3 separate regions of the Anas platyrhynchos genome follow, and regions 2 and 3 are each linked to region 1. Evidence: chromatin contacts called from public Hi-C data. All regions are on one chromosome and are shown on one strand. Each heading gives the region's core, a stretch centred on a gene start, on an enhancer-like site or on the middle of the called end of the contact. The rest is flanking DNA. Distances are from core to core; before and after follow the strand shown.

The links. A called contact is a pair of places that touch in the nucleus more often than the background predicts.
Region 2: a contact with region 1 is called in a Hi-C map of small yellow follicle, with 1.7 times the contacts expected there. The contact joins the promoter of PRKAR2A here to the enhancer-like site in region 1. A contact is called at or near these places in 2 of 8 Hi-C or Micro-C datasets (skeletal muscle and small yellow follicle).
Region 3: a contact with region 1 is called in a Hi-C map of liver, with 5 times the contacts expected there. The contact joins two enhancer-like sites. A contact is called at or near these places in 5 of 8 Hi-C or Micro-C datasets (F5 follicle, liver, skeletal muscle and 1 more).

What each region holds. Positions count from the first base shown.
Region 1 is chr13:9,358,811-9,362,558 of IASCAAS_PekinDuck_T2T, reverse strand. PRKAR2A (protein kinase cAMP-dependent type II regulatory subunit alpha) reads left to right here. Exons shown (of 11, transcript XM_027468049.3): 5 at 1,370-1,476; 6 at 2,566-2,719. Among named protein-coding and RNA genes, the nearest start is that of RPP14, 15 kb to the right of the region's middle. Within about 2 kb of position 1,913, at least 4 of the 8 cell types and tissues checked have an H3K27ac peak or open chromatin away from gene starts, as enhancers often do. A contact at or near this core is called in F5 follicle and small yellow follicle, where this site is marked.
Region 2 is chr13:9,402,068-9,405,751 of IASCAAS_PekinDuck_T2T, reverse strand. It overlaps PRKAR2A (protein kinase cAMP-dependent type II regulatory subunit alpha), which reads left to right and starts at 1,740. Exons shown (of 11, transcript XM_027468049.3): 1 at 1,740-2,155. The coding sequence starts at 1,900. LOC106019345 (a long non-coding RNA gene) reads right to left here and starts at 1,648. Exons shown (of 3, transcript XR_003500404.3): 1 at 1,247-1,648.
Region 3 is chr13:9,419,034-9,422,635 of IASCAAS_PekinDuck_T2T, reverse strand. It overlaps LOC106019345 (a long non-coding RNA gene), which reads right to left. Exons shown (of 3, transcript XR_003500404.3): 2 at 1,122-2,643. Among named protein-coding and RNA genes, the nearest start is that of SLC25A20, 15 kb to the left of the region's middle. Within about 2 kb of position 1,250, at least 1 of the 8 cell types and tissues checked has an H3K27ac peak or open chromatin away from gene starts, as enhancers often do. A contact at or near this core is called in F5 follicle, where this site is marked.

The DNA of each region.
Region 1 (3,748 bases), core at 664-3,163:
GGCATGTACTTAAAAAAAATCCTTGTTAGTCTGTGCCGGCATGGAAAGGACTGTGGGAAGAAAGCTGGAGAAGAAAGCGAAGTGGATCTGAGTTTCTAGTGTTAGAGAGTTTTATCTCTTGTTTGGCTGTAGGGTGAGATGGCTCCTAACCCCAGCTCTGCAACTGATGTGCCGTGTAGGTATTGAATAAATCAGCACATGTCTGCAGTGGGAATACCACTGTGGGATCTCACTGTCTTCCAGTGGGCTTTAGCAAATTGCCTATCTGCTGTGTCTTAATTTCCTAGCACTTACCATGAGGAATGCTGTAATGAAAAATAATGTAACAAGTAATGTTGTCAAATACATTGTGCTTCTAGCATACTGCAAGTGTTAGGCATTTATTTTAATAACTTGTACATCTCAATTCAAAATTTTAGTCATTAAGTGAAAATGGTGTAGGATGAGTGCAGTGTTTAAGGGGGAGGAGATAACATTTATTTTCCCTGGCTGGGTGGTTTGACCTCTCCTGCAGAAAATGGGTGAAGCCTTTATATGAGTGGCTTCTCTCACCAGAACAGATAGATAGTTTTGAAAAGTCTTTGGATGACCTGTATTTGCAAAAGTGTTAATAGCAGTATCGTGTATGGTTGTGCTGTCTGCGTGGGCTTTGACTTTTACAACTTCCTTGGCTGTGCTGTGTACAACAGAAAGTTTAGTCATGGCTCATCAGAGAAACCCCATTTGCGTCTGCTATGCTGCCAAAGCTTATCCCACTTTCTGTATGTGTTCTCCTTCGGTGGCTACCTGATCTCATCTGGTGCAGAAGCTGCAGGTTCTCTAAGACACAGAGTATCTGGGGAAATAACTTTGTCCAGAGGCTTGTTGAGTACAGCCCTTGTCATGGTTGGGGCTCTTGGCTGATGACAGTGCAAATAAGATAATAAATTGTGGTGTGGTTTTTAGACATACATATAATGAAATATGTGTACTGCTGATATAAATCCATATGTATCCATTGCAGTGAAGATGTGTCAGATTATACCAAGCGAGAGCGTGCTTATACATATGTGCTTAACTTATGCATACCATTTCAGTGCCAAAGCAATTTGAACATAAATTTGAGATAATAGCCCTTCTGTAAGGGAAGCATCTGTTTGTCTGCAATATTGAACTTATATTAATAAGCTAGAAACAAAGTGAGGTACTTTCTAGTTGAAAGCAAAATTCAATATCAAAATTACTTGTATTTGCACACAAGTAAAAATAATGCAGTGCATGTTGCAGTTCATTATCCAGATCAGGTCAAATGAATTTGCCTTTGTCCAGCAAATAATGCCAAGTTGTGTTTTCTGAGTGTGTTTTTTCCCCGCTCTTGTTTGTTTTATAGGAGCAGCTGTCTCAGGTCCTTGATGCCATGTTTGAGAGGAAGGTGAAACCTCAGGAACATGTGATTGATCAAGGGGATGATGGAGACAACTTCTATGTTATTGAGTGGTAAGCAGCTGTGCCTTTGAAAAGTGAAGCATGTTTCTTTTCAGCTTCTTAGAAATAGCAGGGAATACTTACTCCAAGATAGTTTCCGAAGGAAACATGCTTTTTGCCATTGTTGCCTCTTCCTTTTGTCTTTCCATGTTCCCCTTTAGGTTCCCATTGACTTTTGGATCATTTGCCAAGGGCAATCAAATGTGACAGAGGTGGACATCCTCATGGTGTGTCCACCATCTTACTGAGTTGCCCTTTTCTGCTTTTTTTCCTTAGGGATTTTATATTTTTTCATGTGAGCATTTTTCTTTTGAGTCCTTGAGCTATGTGTGATTACCATCTCAACAATGACACTTTGGTCTGTGTCTTTATTCTTCTTACCTTGCAGAGCTTTAGCTCACAGACTCTCATAGCTCAGCAAGTTCTCTCTAAGGCTGAGCCAAGGTCACCCAGTGACACCTCACCCATAGAGTCCTTGGGCTGCAGACATCTGAATGCTAGGCTGAAGGTTACACGGCTATAGTTATTTGGAAACAAATAGCACTAGTAAGTGACTTTCAGGCTGAGGGATGGGAAGAAGTTCTTCCGTTTCACTCAAGGTGCTCACAGATGGCTCTTCTAGATCAAAAAGACCTCTTCCCTCTCTGAGAGGCATCAGGAGCAACAACCTTTAGAGTTATTGTTGAAAAAACAGCCAAATAAAGGTTATAGATGGATTTGAGACACCCCAAAGGGGCCTCACTGGGTAATACACATGCTGTCAGAAGACAGATGCAGTTAAAGAGCATCTGTACCCATCCACTTACCTTTCTTTCCCCTGCCTGGATCACTTAAAACAGCATTGTCAAAATACTATGCAGAGGAAAGCAATTAGGTTCTGGCCAGATCTACCGGGACTAAAATGCTTTATTAATGGAAAGATATTGTGAAAATACTGTAGCTAGAATCAGTTTAATGTCAAGCAATTGGAAAACTCAATAAAGCATGTTCCGTCACACCTAGCAATAAGAGGACTATTTGTATAACAGCAAAAAAAAAAAGTTTTTGTTGTCTGTACTGGAATGTTGTCTAATGAAAAGCACCTATTCCATTGTTTTCCAGGGGGTTGTATGATATTGTTGTAGCAAAAGACAACCAGGCACGCTGTGTGGGCCGCTATGATAATCACGGCAGTTTTGGGGAACTGGCATTGCTGTACAACACTCCTAGAGCTGCCACCATCGTTGCCACGACAGAAGGAGCCCTTTGGGGACTGGTAAGGAAAGGAAGTTGCTCTCACATGCATACTGTTTGAAATACTAACTCACCATGTCTAGCAGCAGGTGCTTCTCTCAGTATGATTCCTTGTGCTAATAGCTATTTTATCACGATTTGTTATCTCACCTTGTTGCATAAAAGATCCATTGTGCAAATGGTTTTGGCCACCCTTCTAGAACAAGTCATCTGTAAAAACTGTGTTGCTAGTTTTATCTGTCCTTTTTATCATTTTGCATTTGATGTAATCAGAGCTTTTGTTAGGGAAAAAACAAATGTCCCTTCATCCTGCAGAGAACAGTGGAGACATTAATGCACATATTTTGCAGAAGAGAAAAACAGTATCTAAATAACATTCTTTATTTTCAACTCACCTTTATGCCATTTTGTCTGCTTTAAGGGATATGGACAGTGTTGAATATCTTCTTGAGCATGTCAGTAATTTGAAGAGTAGGAAAACTGCCCAAAGCTTTGTTTTCCCTCAGAATAAACTGTCATGATGTTTCTGGTCCCTTTGTGTTACCCTGGAAGAGGTTCTCGGGTCAATGTGACCTTTTGCGATACCAAGCTAAATGGTAATGTTGCTTTGTCTCTAGCCCAGCAGTGTTTAATGTGAAGCTGTAGGCATTAGTTTCCTATTTTAGTTCTTTTCTCTGCACTATTTGGATAGGGTTATTTTCACGGTGCTCTCTTACTCGTCTGTAAGGGCTCACATAATAAGCAAATTGTGCTATCAGAGAAGCCTTTGAAGCCAAAAGTGTTGTATATTTTGTGTGCACTGGGCTCCGCAGCAACAATCGCTGGGGGTTCACCATGTGTTGTGACCTTGATTATACGACTGATAAGCTGCTACACACGGCATGCTTATGCAATCTCTGCACTTGCCGAGAGAACTGATTTTCCTTTTCTTTGTGAGCTGAAAGAAAAGATTTTGGTAAATCAGCCAGGGAGTAATGTCAGTATCTAATTTCTTGAACAAAATAGCTATGTACAGAGCCCATTCATAAAAGGAAGAAACTGGGAAGATGAT
Region 2 (3,684 bases), core at 491-2,990, 43 kb before region 1:
TTTCCTCATCAGCTCTATCAGTAGTTAAAGTATTTGCATTGAGCAGTTGAAATGTGCTGCTGTATTGTTTGAGAGCATAAGAAAGATGATATGGCAGGAGTGATAAATTAAAAGGCAGAATTCATTGTTTTTCTAGAAAAGGGACATAGCAACTGTGGCTGCTGTAAAAAAACAGAAATAAATTAAGCTTCAGACTAAACCTCCAGATAAACTGATGAGATGTGGAAGATCTACCTCCAGTGCTTGTTTTTTATTAATTTGATCACATACAAGAAGTAATCTTACCGGCATAAAATATGGGAGCCATATTACACAAAACACCTAATAGAGAGGCTGGGTGCTGTTGTAAGAGCCACAAGATTCCCTAATGTCCTTCCTCACCGAAAAAAAAAAGCCAGGAAAAGCACCAAATAGGGTGTTCGCAGTCATGCCCTTCAAGCAACAGTGATGAGCAGACTCTCTTTGCATGGGAGTGTGGGAAAACCATCTGGATGAGCGAGGGGACCTTTTGGCACACGAGCAAACAAAACCACAACACAATGAATCGCCTCAGCCAATTCTGGGCTTCGAAGCGGAATCCGTATTTTGAGTACAAGTTGATTTCTGCCCTTTTATTGTTGAAACAAAGGAAGAATTAAACAAAAACATTTACATTGACAACAGGCAGTGGTGTCACCCAGCCAGCGTCCCTGCGCCCCTCACGTTTGCACAGCCTACCTTCTCCAGCAGCTTTCCAGCAACGTCAAACCTTAAGGGCCCCGTGCCACGGAGCGAGTCGGCTGCCCTTGGGCATCCGCCAGACCTTCCCTGAACATGCAAACAGCATGAAGCACGGAGGTTTTGTACGAAGAGTACATGAAAAACCCGAGTAACGCATTTAGGAACATACAAGGCGTCTCCAAAGCTCCCACGTGTAAGCGATTAACGAGGTGTTTCACTTTTCCCAAACCCTTCATGGTCTGAGGTGCTTGGCGTTAAGCAGACAAACGTTCTTGCCACCATTTCACAGATGATGGCATTATGGCTTTTACCCAAAGGTCCGAAGACACGCTCAGGTATTCTCCTGTGCTCAGCAGCTTTAAGAGTGTTCATTGACTGAATTTTGACCAGAACCAGGGGGTCAGAGGCCCTCATTGTAACCCCAAGGGGAAAAGCCTCCTTCTCCCACACCTTTGTGGCGCTCAGGGGGCACTGTGGCTTGGCAGAAAGATGAAGAAGGATGGAATTAGTGCGGGGGGTCACTAACCTGAGGAAAGCTGTGAAAAAACGCCTTTCTGCCACACACTTGTGCGTGTCCAGGATCCTGGCTGACGAGGAGCGAGCGCGTCCGCCACCTTCCACAGTTTATAATTACTCCCTACCACATCACAGCACATTAATTTCAAAGCCAGATTCACAAGCACCACACGAAGGCGTTTCGCATCCCCTCCAGCCCTCGCTGCGGGGCAGAGGACGGGGCACAGCCCGCTTCCTCCCCAACACACCCAGACAGCCACCTACACCCCCGGGGACACCCAAACCCTGCGTACGGGGAACTCCTGAGGGGTTGCGGGGCCGATCACCCCGGCTCCCCCCGGTTCCCCTCCCTCAGACCTGAGGCGGGGAGCGGCTCCCCCTCAGCCGCTCCCCTCAGCGCCCCGGCGCCTGCGCGCGGCCGCCCGCCTCCATGCTGGCTCGGCGCCCGCCGCAGCGCCTGCGCAGCCCGGGGAGCTGCCGCCGCGGCCCGGCCCCCCCCGTGTGTGTGTGACCGGAGCGGCGGGAGGCAGGCGGCGCCCGCCGAGGGAGGCCCCGAGCCCGCCACCGTCACAACCGGCTGCGGGGCGGCGGCCTGCTCGTTCTCCTCTTCCTCCACCTCCTCCTTCTCCTCCTCCTCCTCCCCCCGTCGCCGCCGCCGGCACCATGAGCATCGAGATCCCGCCGGGCCTGACCGAGCTGCTGCAGGGTTACACCGTGGAGGTGCTGCGGCACCGGCCGGCCGACCTGGTCGGGTTCGCCGCCGAGTACTTCACCCGCCTGCGGGATGCCCGCGAGCGGGAGGCGGCCGGCGGCGGCCGCAGGGTGGTCAGCTTCGACGGGGAGCCCATGCAGACCGAGTCCAACGGCGAGGAGCCCGACCGCGACGACGACGACGACGACGACGACGACGACTTCGAGCGTAAGTCCCCCCACCCCCCCCGGGGAGGTGTCCCCGTCCTTCTCCCTCCCCGTCCCCGGTAACCGGCGGGGTCCTTCCCGGTGACCGAGCCCCCGTGGCGGTGCGGTGAGGCGATGGGCGAGCTCTGTCGCGACTGTCGGGTGTCGCTGCCGCCCGGTCGCCGCGGTGAGAGTGTCCTCGGCGGCTGGGGACGGAGCGAGGCTCCTCGTTGTGCCTCAGGGCGCTGGAATCACCTCACACCTTGCCCAAATTCACCCTCCCAGCCGCCCGCTCCTCCCGGCTGCAGCTCCCTCAGGTAGAGGTGCCTCCCCGCTGGCCTGGCCTCACCTCCTGTGCTTCTTCCATTTTCGCTCCTTCCCCGCTCTGTGCTTCGCACCCTGAGCGCGATTCGGGCTCTGTCTGAGCCTGGGTGCGAGAAATTACCCGAAATGTTGGTGAGTGGTGCCTCATGGCACCCCCAGGCTGTGGGAGCGCGGTTCCTGAATGCCCCCTGAATAGTCTCTCCTTGTCAGAAGGTAATTTAGAGAGGAAGGGGGGAAAAGGTACGCTTTCCCTAAACTTCAAGTGTAGGTCTTATGCCCTTGACCTATAACGCGAACAAAGGTTTCTGTGTTTTATTTATTTATTTATTTTTTAATGTCCTCGAAGGCAACTTTATTTCGCGATCAGCTCCTCTTCTTGTAGGCTCTGAAAGGTCTTCTCCTGGGAAGTAAGTGTAATGTTTTCCTGGCCAATGTTGGCAGCTGAAGCAGTCCTCTGGAGTTAAATGTTTTCAGATGGAAATTTATAAACTTTATGGTGCTAAACAGCTTCTCAAATAGTTCGTCGCTTCCAAAGCTGAAAAGTGGCTCCTTTGCTTCAAGTTTCTGCTTGTCATCTCTCTGTCTCAGAGGGAGAACTAACAGAACCACGCAGTGTTGCTTGTGCTGGTCAGAGCCCTGGAGGCGGGCGGCACTGTCAGTGGGTGTTGGTGTGCTCCTTATCTGCAAAAACGCGCTGTTCCCTGCTTCTGGTTCCAACGAACCGGGGAAGGAATAGTCCCGTGTTCTAGTTAACGGCAGGCAAGAGCTTCTCTGTAGGGTCAAGGAAACAATTTCCACATTGTTTAACAGAGTGTGGGATGATCTACCAAGGCTGTGTGTTTTTTCAGACTTCTGTCGTAATGGTGTCATGGAAGACGTTGTTAACTAGAAACCGATGAAGTTGGAGGTTCTGATATCTCTGTCCTCTGTGAACTTTACAGGAAAATACTTCTGTATTGTTATGGGAGACCAGATCCTGTGTACTTACAGACTGCTCAGTATTTAAAGGATCATTTCTAAAGATAGATAAAACACACAAACTGAAAAAGTCGCAGATAATCCCACTGGACAGGCTCTAATACCACACATTTTTTCATCTTGGACAACTTAGGAAAGATTCAATTAATTTCATTTTGTTTTCCTGGGCCAACATTGTTAGCTTCAAGTTGCAAAGACAGGTCAAATGGATGTTTTAGAAATGCTTGCATGGGCATTTCTAAATATAAC
Region 3 (3,602 bases), core at 1-2,500, 61 kb before region 1:
ACAGAAGATGGAGATCAGGAACAAGCAGCTGCTTTCCAACAACAGTGGTGGGAGGAGAAAAGTTTTGGGTAAGGTGCCTGGAAATGTTTAAAAAGCTGCTTGTGTCTCAGATTCTGCCATACAAAATTTGCCAGATGACTGTCCCCTCTTTCTGTGCAGCAGACACTGCCTGAGAAAGCACCCAGTGGAAGCGAGGGAATGGGCTGCAGGGCAGAGCACACTGCGTGATGTTGCGTGCTTGAAATGGAAGAGCATTTCTAACGCAGTGCCATTTGTGTCTAACTGCAGACATCTCCCACCAGCTCAGTGTTAGAACAGTTCTGCAACTACGTCTCAAACCTGGTAAAAACACAAACCTTAATTAGAAGATGGATAGGAATTTTACTAAGATCTCCACATTCAGACAGTTTAGTTTAAGCAGTTCGTAACTCACAGGTTCTCTCTAGGCTTACTGGAAACATGGCTATAAAGATCAGTATCAAAGTTACAGCAATAGGCTACAGATAAGCTTTACTTCCCTTTGTAGATAACAGTTTGAATGTAAATTTGCTGAGGTACATGATGCTCTTGCTAACCCTAGGTATGGCTGACTGGAGGGCTGAAATGTCCAGCTGTGCAGTGAGCTGACCTCCCTTCCTCTAGCAGGGCTGCTGTGCTGCGTTTGAGAGAAGCTGCACACCAGCTGTTGATACCTAAGTAAATTTTGAGCTGCCTGGTTGTGAACACCCCAACGCTGAAAGCAGATCCTAGCAGCACCATTTCTTTTTGGTAGTACTTTCTAATACTGTTTCCTAATAGTTATTTATCAGTGGCAGGCGCTTGCTCTTCCTCTCTGCATTAATACAGTCAAAATATATTAAACTTCCATTTAGCCTTGAGTACTTTTTCTCTGTAAAGGCAGGGAAACCAATTTTCTGTCCCTTCTCATCTTTAATCCCTATACAGATTTCAGCAGAACCAGCTGAAATGCTGAAAAGGTGTAAAACTACAGCGAGTCTCCTGCTCAGGTTAAGCCAATGTGACTTCGAAAAGCTCCCAGCTGCCTGCATAGACAAACCCTAAAAAAAACACTTCCCTCTGAAACACAATCCTGCCCGCTCATTCCCCCCCTCCCCACTCACCCTTGACTCTGTATCAATCACTGCCAGGCAATTATCTGATTTGCTGACTGCCTCCTGGCTGGAGCCAAAGTTCAGGAACTGGCAACTGATGGGAGATCTCTCCGAGGAAGGGAACTGGCTGTTCTCGGAGCGCCTTCGCTCACTTCCCAGCAGCCGCAGGCGTGCTTAGCTTCAAGACACCACGGGCTTTTGTAACGTGGTTGAACTCCGGCTCCAACAGCAGAGGCTTCTCTTGGAAAGGAGCCTGAAGCTGCCCCAGGCAATAGGTAGGAGAGAAGGGAACATGGAGATCTGAGTCTTCTCCTGTTTTGTTAGTGCCAGCACCGCAAGGAAACAGGCAGGCTGCTGCTGCTGCTGAGGTGGGGAAGGTGCATACAGAAACCATGTGCAGCCTTCCCAGCAACAACAATCTCTGTCTTTACCCACCTTGTGAGTACAGGTGCAGAAAGCTGAGCTTCCCAGCCTCTTTTTTCCCAGGTCCACCCTGTTTCCATTCAGCAAAAGCTGCGTTGGGACTGCAAGGTTGGGTTTCATCTGAGCCTGGAGGTGGTTCTGCTTCTTCAGGAGGCATCACGGGTGAGGCACAGCATGATGTGAAATGTTTGTCTCTTTTGAGAGGAGTGATACCTTGTAATATGGACTAGTTATCTCGTGTGCTGATGAAAAATTGCTTTCCCCCCCCTGCCCATTTTCCTACCTGTGGGTCCAGCTGAAGGAATGAACCACTCCCGTGTCACAAGCACTGTTTGTTCCAAAAACACAGTCACTCCTGGCGTTTCTCTCAGTAACAATAACAAAATGAACAAGTTCAATTTTCTATCTGTACTTGGCCTGTGCAGTTAAGGACACAAATGGGGGGGTGGGGGTGGCTTTGTATTTTCCACCTTTATGGGAACTGCAGCAGCAACGGATTGTTAAAGCCTGACACTAACAGCCTGGTAGGTGAGGCAAGACAAACCGGGACCCTAGGTGAGCTGTTCCTGGGGAGGTCAGGGACAGAGATTTCCTCCTCCATGTCAGAGGCAGCACCAGTGTCCACGGGGCAGAGGAGGGGTTTTTTTGCCAGCTCTCCTGCGGTTCAACAGTTGTGCATTGCTGGTGCAGCCCCGCCACGTGAGCAAGCAGCTGTCAGCTTGGCAGCACAGGAATGTGTGTAAATGACAGAGGTGTTTGTTGGCATGGGAGTCCCAGAGACTGACCTGTGCAGCCCTCTCACAAAGTTCTGTCTTAGGCTTCAGAAGTGGGAGTGCGTAGAGACGTGTGCAGGGAACCGTCCTGATGGGAATCGGATCACGAAGCCTGGCTCCTCCACTGCACCTTGAAAAGGGGCTCAGGCAAAAGCAAAACAGGCAGGGGCCAAAGCCACCTCATGGGCTGATGCAGTACCTTCAGGACACGTTGAATCATTTGGGAAAAGTAAGGTCTCTGTGCCTCTTTTGCAGGTCGAAGTCTGTTCTTCCAGGATAATCTCAATCCACATTTTCCACCAGTACAGTCTGAGGACATTCCTCTGTTGGGAAATCTGCAAACAAAAGGAAAATTTGTCTTTTTAGTTTTGTTTCCTAGCGAACTAAAATTTATTACGGTTAAGGTTGCTCTTTCTGGAAAATATACAAGCACACTGTGTCACGAGGAACTGCCTTACTTAATCAGACCAAAGATCTCCTAGCCCCCAGCTCTGCCTCCAGTTAGAAGAGGAGCAGGAGGCACAGAGCACTGCAGCACTTCGCCAGCCCGCACCTCCAGCTCTGCCAAGCCACATCCACAGCTGAGGGATGTGCTGAGCTCCAGATCGCATCTCAGATCGCATTTCAGAACTCTGGACTCAATTTTCATTATAACCACCTTTTGGGCACCTCTCTGGTTTTGGCCTCCAATAACAGCAAGTTGCAGCTTGTTCTATACACCATTTTTTTCCTTTTGACAGAAAGTGTATTCCAGGCCACAGTTTCTTTAAAGTCATATTGATATTTTCTATTTTATGCTTTAATATTTTCCCCTGGGCACTGGCAGAGTTGATAAATTAAAATTGGCATTGATTTCTAAATATGCTTAAGAAGTTTCCTTATTGAGTAGTTGGCCAACATTCTGCCTCCTATAGGTTCCTCTATAATTAAAACCCTCTGTCTGGTCCATCATTTCAGGAAAATTTGAATTATCTGGAAAAAATACTTTTCCTAAATTGACAGTATTCTTTGCTGAAGGTGGTGTACAGATTCATAAAGGATATTTTTTTTTTGTTTTCAACTTAATCCATGTAACCTAGCAACATTTACACCATCAATAAACAATAGTACTATTTTTCTGAGGAGAAGAATGCCCGACCCATTGTTTTTCACTCTGACTCTTGGTAGTAGTGGCAATATTTACAATTCCCAGTGCACTGTGCTTAGAGAGCCTTTTTCTTATTTCATATTCCTTTTAGTCACACTTCAGCTCACCTGCTGAAGCTTTGTTCTGAATAATTATAAGATACCGAAG